2 separate regions of the Anas platyrhynchos genome follow, and region 1 is linked to region 2. Evidence: chromatin contacts called from public Hi-C data. All regions are on one chromosome and are shown on one strand. The core of a region is the stretch at or near the end of the contact, and the rest is flanking DNA. Distances in the headings are between cores, read along the strand shown.

Region 1 (2,704 bases), core at 125-2,624, 93 kb before region 2:
GTCACACAACAGGTCAGTCTGTAGTCTGCATTCTGTGCAATTGCCATATTGGGCTGTCTTTCCTAAAAATGTAACCACTTATTGGAGAAAGTACTTGATCAAGAGGAGGTATTTGTTTTCTTAGGTCTGGTAAGTATTTAATTTGGTTCAAGATGCTACAGGAGAAGAAAAATTCTCATTTCCTTTGAGTATGTCTGATGTTCTTTGACTGAGAATACTCCTAGTGGCATTCCCCGATTTAATTTGGACAGGCTGAAGTATTTAAAATGGTAATGTCTGTTACCTTCTTTGAGGAGTAATTCCTGCTGCTTTTGCCTGCTAAACTGGAGATTTATGTTAAGAATGCAAGTAAGTAGGTTCACCTTCCAGCGGAAGTGGCTTTTCTACCATAGGACAGCACTGCATTAGTATTAGTTGCCTTCGGACTGTAAACACACTTGAATGGGAGGTGGGGAACTTGCTGTGTGTGTTTTTTCCAGTTTTTTGTTAATTATGTCCAGTTCTGCACAGGAATACGATCCCAGATGATTGTTGCTGGGTTGTATGTCACAAGTGGCATTTTGCACAGTGCTGCTAAGAAAATGCCTGAGCTGCAAGCTCAGTGCTGGAGCTGGAGGGACATGGCCTTCATTTGTCATTTACCTTCCCAGTTCCAGACTCTCCAAGCACCCCGAGTAACCTCAAATAATGCATAGCCACAAGTTATTCCTCATTTGTGGCTTCCTTCTTATAATACAGACTTTTAGCAGTTGATGTGAATGGTAGCATTTCAAATTTCCATCAGCGTGGCATGTGTTTGTTTTTTTAACTTTCTTATTATAAATTGGGTACTTTATGAATAAAATTATTGTCTGCTGGTTAAAGAAAACTGAGCATTGTGAATTAACCAGGTAGGCTGCTGAGTACCACACAACCTCTCTCTCGCTTCTCCTCATTGGGATGGAGGACTGTAAAGGATAAAAACGAGAGAACTGGTGGATTGAGGGATTGAGATAAAGATGGGGGGGGGAGGCATGGGATGGACAGCTGAAGCTGATGTACAAGACAATTGTTCACCTGGGCTGACATGCCCATCCAGATCTTAAGCAATAGTAGCTTAAGTAGCTATCCTGGAGCTGCCAGTCCCCCTACCCTGTCTAGCTCCCCCATATTAATTGTTCAGCATGACCTCAGATGGGGTGGAATACCCCTTTGGCCAGTTTGAGTCAGCTCTCCTGGGTCTGTCCCCTCCCAGCTCCTGCTGCACCCCCAGCCTGCCTGCTGGCAGGACAGTGTGAGGAGCTTGAGAAGTCCTTGGTTTAGTATAAGCACTACTCTGCAACAGCTAAAATATCAGCATGTTATCAATGTTATTCTCATCCTAAATCCCAAACACAGCACCCTATCAGCTACTAGAAGGGAAATTAACTCAATCCCAGATGAAACCAGGACAGTGTGCAATAAGAACAAAACTCTGTGTTTTCCTTTTTAAGATCGACTCCATCCACAAGTTCAGCTTCAGAAAAGTCATTTGTGCCTACTCAGGATCCTGAACGATCACTAACAGAATATATCCATCACTTGGAGGTTATCCAGCAAAGACTAGGAGGTTTGCAACTAGGTAAGAGGAACCACGCTACCTCTCAGAACTGCGAGCAGTCTGGGATTCTTTTTACAAGGGTCTTCCTACAGTACTTAAAGACTCTGCCTATAATACTTAGAGAATGTAAAGAATATCATTTTAATTAATAATTTGGGGAGGGAGAGAGGGGGATAAAAAATAAGTCTCTGAAACTAAACCTTTTTGTGAATCATACCTAAAACTAGTCCACATGTGGCATTTCTTTGAATAACTTCAGTGAAATTCTTCAGAGATCAAGGTGAATAATTTCCATGCGATTTTTCCCCTCCTGTTATCAAGTCTAAATTAGCAAGTTGTGTATTTTAAATGAATTTTATGGAGTTAACTTACCTTCAAGTCAGAGAATCATTGTAATAGCTGAATAGGGCTGCCTCTCTAGCATGAACTATCGTATTTCCCTCATTTGTCACTGTATCACCTCAACCACTCCCCCTCCTCAAAGTAAAATGGGGAGAAAATATGATGGAAAGATATGATTAGATGTGTTTTCCAATGTTTTCTTATTTTTGGAACTTAGATCTAAACTGTTTCTGGTGTATTAGTATTTCTGGATTGCGAGCAATGTGGCTGTGATTGTCAGGGAAAAGACAAGTTTGCTTAATTCAAGTATTTATTAACAAGAAGTTATTAAAGAAGTTATAAAAGCATAGTGAAGTTAGTGAAGCAGTAATTGTAAATGAAAAATCTATTAAAACAGCAGCATAGTATTTACAATATGCACACACAAAGGAGTGGATCACACAGCCCATCCCATGGCTGCTCCAGGGAAGATCATGCCTCTGCACACCAATCCCAGCAGTGGCTAGGGGAGGGCACCCATGCTAGCCCAAGTCACTGACAGGAATGAGATCATGCTTTCCACGGTCCAAATCAAGGTGTAGCACATAACTTCATCCCCTTACCAGGGAGCAGTACAAGGCTCCAGTGCCTCCTGCTGCGTGACTCCACTGACTATGCAGTTAGAAGGGCCTGCTGGCCATGCTCTTTGGAGCATATTCCCCAAAACTTTCTTTACCCATCCGGGTTTATCTTACTGAGTTTCCAGGTCTCAACATCTGTGGACCATCAAGTCAGATAATGTTA
Region 2 (2,700 bases), core at 47-2,546:
GTAAAGGTAGAGTACTTGAAGAGAGACTGTTAAATTTAATTTTCTTATATATTGGCATATTTCACATTCATTCCTTCTGCCAGTGGGTCATCTTAGTGTTCAGAAGGCTTGTTCTAAAATGTGCATGACATTAAAGTTTCTTGATGCACTTTTCGGAAGCATTCATTCCTACCTGGTTGTATGTGAGGAATCACTGAGGGGACTAAAGGGAGGGTGTTTGTGATGAAGTTCACAAATGTTTTCAATTGCAATTTATCACAGCAATATTAGACATTCCTTGACATTATTTGACATCACAGGTATCACTTACAGATAGCCTGATAAGTAGCTAAAAATTTCGGCTTATATCCCTTTCCTGTTTCACAGGCATGTAAAAAGAATCACTACCAATTGCTGTATCTTCTACAACAAGCATTTCTGTTGGTATTAAATGTGATACCTCTTTTTAAAAAAATCCTTGAAGACAGCCTGCTTTCTTCTTACAGATGTCACATGCAGCTACAAGTGCCTTATGTCGTTCTATAAAGCTACAGTGTGAGCTATACCCTTCGCGTCAGATTGCCATCTGCCTTGACCCTTATTGTGGTTTGGGATTTGCACTATGGTGCTTGTGCAGGTATGTTACTGAATCATAGGTTTTCTCACATGTCCCTATCTTTCTCCTCACTTCTGTAGAATCCCAGCTAGTTGTAGTGGACAAGACTATAAGTGTAACCCCAGATTAACTTTTTGTAGGCATTTCATAAAAACATACAGCATTCATACCAACATGCAGTAAAAGAGTTATTTAAGTCAGTCAGTTACTTAAGTAACTTTGGTTTTGCAATTGAAATTAATTAGACACCAAATCCAAGGGAGGGAAAAAAGGAACTGAAGTGTTTTCATGGATATCTTCTCTGATGATTTTGAACTTCTGAAAACTTTGAAACTCTTTGAAATTCCTTTCTTTGAAACTCTGATGGTTTTGAACTTCTCCCCTGAACAACATTCATGTTTTCTATTCTAACTGTCACCTCCCTGCAGAAATATCATTCCTACCAAATCTCTCTTCTCATTCACCACGCAGATTTAGACAGGTGCTTTTCCTGGATGCAGACATGAGTGGCGTTTGCTGCAAGGCACACAGTCTGTGCTGGATATTGGGTGCTTGTGGAGAGGGTGAGAGAAGAGTGAGGAGGGGCCATGAGTGTGAGTGAGGTGGGAGCCAAAGAGCATGAATGCTTCCTCATAGCTCTGAATCCGCAGTGAAAGCTGCCAGGGCGATGTTGATTCTTAGGTCAAGGCTAGGCAGGCAATGCCTCTCGTGCAAGCTGTGTTGACTGCATGCTGTGCCTAGCAGGCAGAGATAACAGGTCTAAGAGACAGAGCTGCAACCACAGCCTGCCATGGGAAGCAGGCTTTGCAAAGAAGGCAGAGGTTTGTGGGATGGCACATGTATTCTTACCCTCTCTCTTACTGTAGTTTACATATGTGAAAATGAAAAGTTGCCTAAATTTCAAGGCACTGAGAATTTATTTGCCTGTAGTTCAGTGCAACTTACTGCAGGACAGATAAATTCACCTTGAAGTTTGTGGCTTAACTTTAACCCATAGTGCCTTGCCAACTAATCAGTCGAAAATCCAGTGAGATGCTTGCTTTCTAAAGAGCTGAGCTGAAGTTCATATAGATATCAAGCTCTCACTTTTCCTGTAGTTGTTTGGTTCCCTTCTTCTTTGAGTAACTTCTCGCTTTTTATGATGGCTTGAAGTTTTCATGCTTGTTTTCTTGTTTTCCTTAGTGTATATTCAGGTCATCAGTCTATTCTTGTCCCTCCTCTGGAACTAGAGAGCAATGTATCTCTCTGGTTGTCTGCTGTAAGTCAATACAAAGTGCGTGTCACTTTCTGCTCGTACTCGGTGATGGAGATGTGCACCAAAGGGCTTGGAACACAGACCGACATGCTGCGGGTAAGTGGACTTGTCTCTTCAGCACGCTGACATACAAATACATGTATTTTCCTAAAAACACTTCATTTTGTCCTGTAGAACATGGTCTTCTAAGTGTTTCTTTGAGAGCTTTTAATTATCACTTGTTTTGCAGGAAATGTTGAGATTGCTGAAAGTTGCATCTCTTGCATTTCTGAGGGGGGAGACATCTTATGTTCTCAACTGTTTATTTGTGCCTCCTCCGTGCTGCTGGGTATTTCTGAAGTTTTGGACAAAATACTTAGGAAGGCAAAAATAAAAATAAAAACCCAGCCAAACAGACAAAACAAAACACACATGAAAAAAAACAAAAACCTTCACCCACTGACTGCTCAACCCCACACTTGCCATGTCTCACCTGCTTTTGGGTCTTTTCAGACAAACAATATTGAATTCTAAAACTGATGTAATCTTTCTAACAGTTGTAATTACACACTTTACACCCATTTATTTTGAGGAAAATCTCTTAACTGAAGTTTAATTGATTTGAGAAAGCACTTCTGTCTCAGTGGCAAGAGAGTTTCCATGGCTTTAGTAACTAAGCTGCTCAGGGCCTCTGCTGGAAATGTTTGGCAGCTTGTTGCTTGCAAGAAGGCAACTACATTGTGCTTATTCTCAGTATAGAAAAAAAAACAAAACAAAACAAACAAACTAACAAAAACTTCTGGTCCTCTATTCTCCTGGGCCTCCCTGAAGGGAATCTTGGCCCACAGCCAGTTGTTTTGGTTTCATATTT

Evidence for each region. A called contact is a pair of places that touch in the nucleus more often than the background predicts.
Region 1: a contact with region 2 is called in a Hi-C map of small yellow follicle, with 2.2 times the contacts expected there. The contact joins two enhancer-like sites. A contact is called at or near these places in 2 of 8 Hi-C or Micro-C datasets (small yellow follicle and subcutaneous adipose tissue).

The regions. Positions count from the first base shown.
Region 1 is chr7:28,463,646-28,466,349 of IASCAAS_PekinDuck_T2T, reverse strand. PCNT (pericentrin) reads left to right here. Exons shown (of 54, transcript XM_072041132.1): 52 at 1-12; 53 at 1,473-1,600. Among named protein-coding and RNA genes, the nearest start is that of DIP2A, 6.7 kb to the right of the region's middle. Within about 2 kb of position 1,374, at least 2 of the 8 cell types and tissues checked have an H3K27ac peak or open chromatin away from gene starts, as enhancers often do. A contact at or near this core is called in small yellow follicle, where this site is marked.
Region 2 is chr7:28,370,412-28,373,111 of IASCAAS_PekinDuck_T2T, reverse strand. DIP2A (disco interacting protein 2 homolog A) reads left to right here. Exons shown (of 43, transcript XM_072041101.1): 28 at 1-6; 29 at 486-616; 30 at 1,778-1,946. Among named protein-coding and RNA genes, the nearest start is that of S100B, 22 kb to the right of the region's middle. Within about 2 kb of position 1,296, at least 4 of the 8 cell types and tissues checked have an H3K27ac peak or open chromatin away from gene starts, as enhancers often do. A contact at or near this core is called in small yellow follicle, where this site is marked.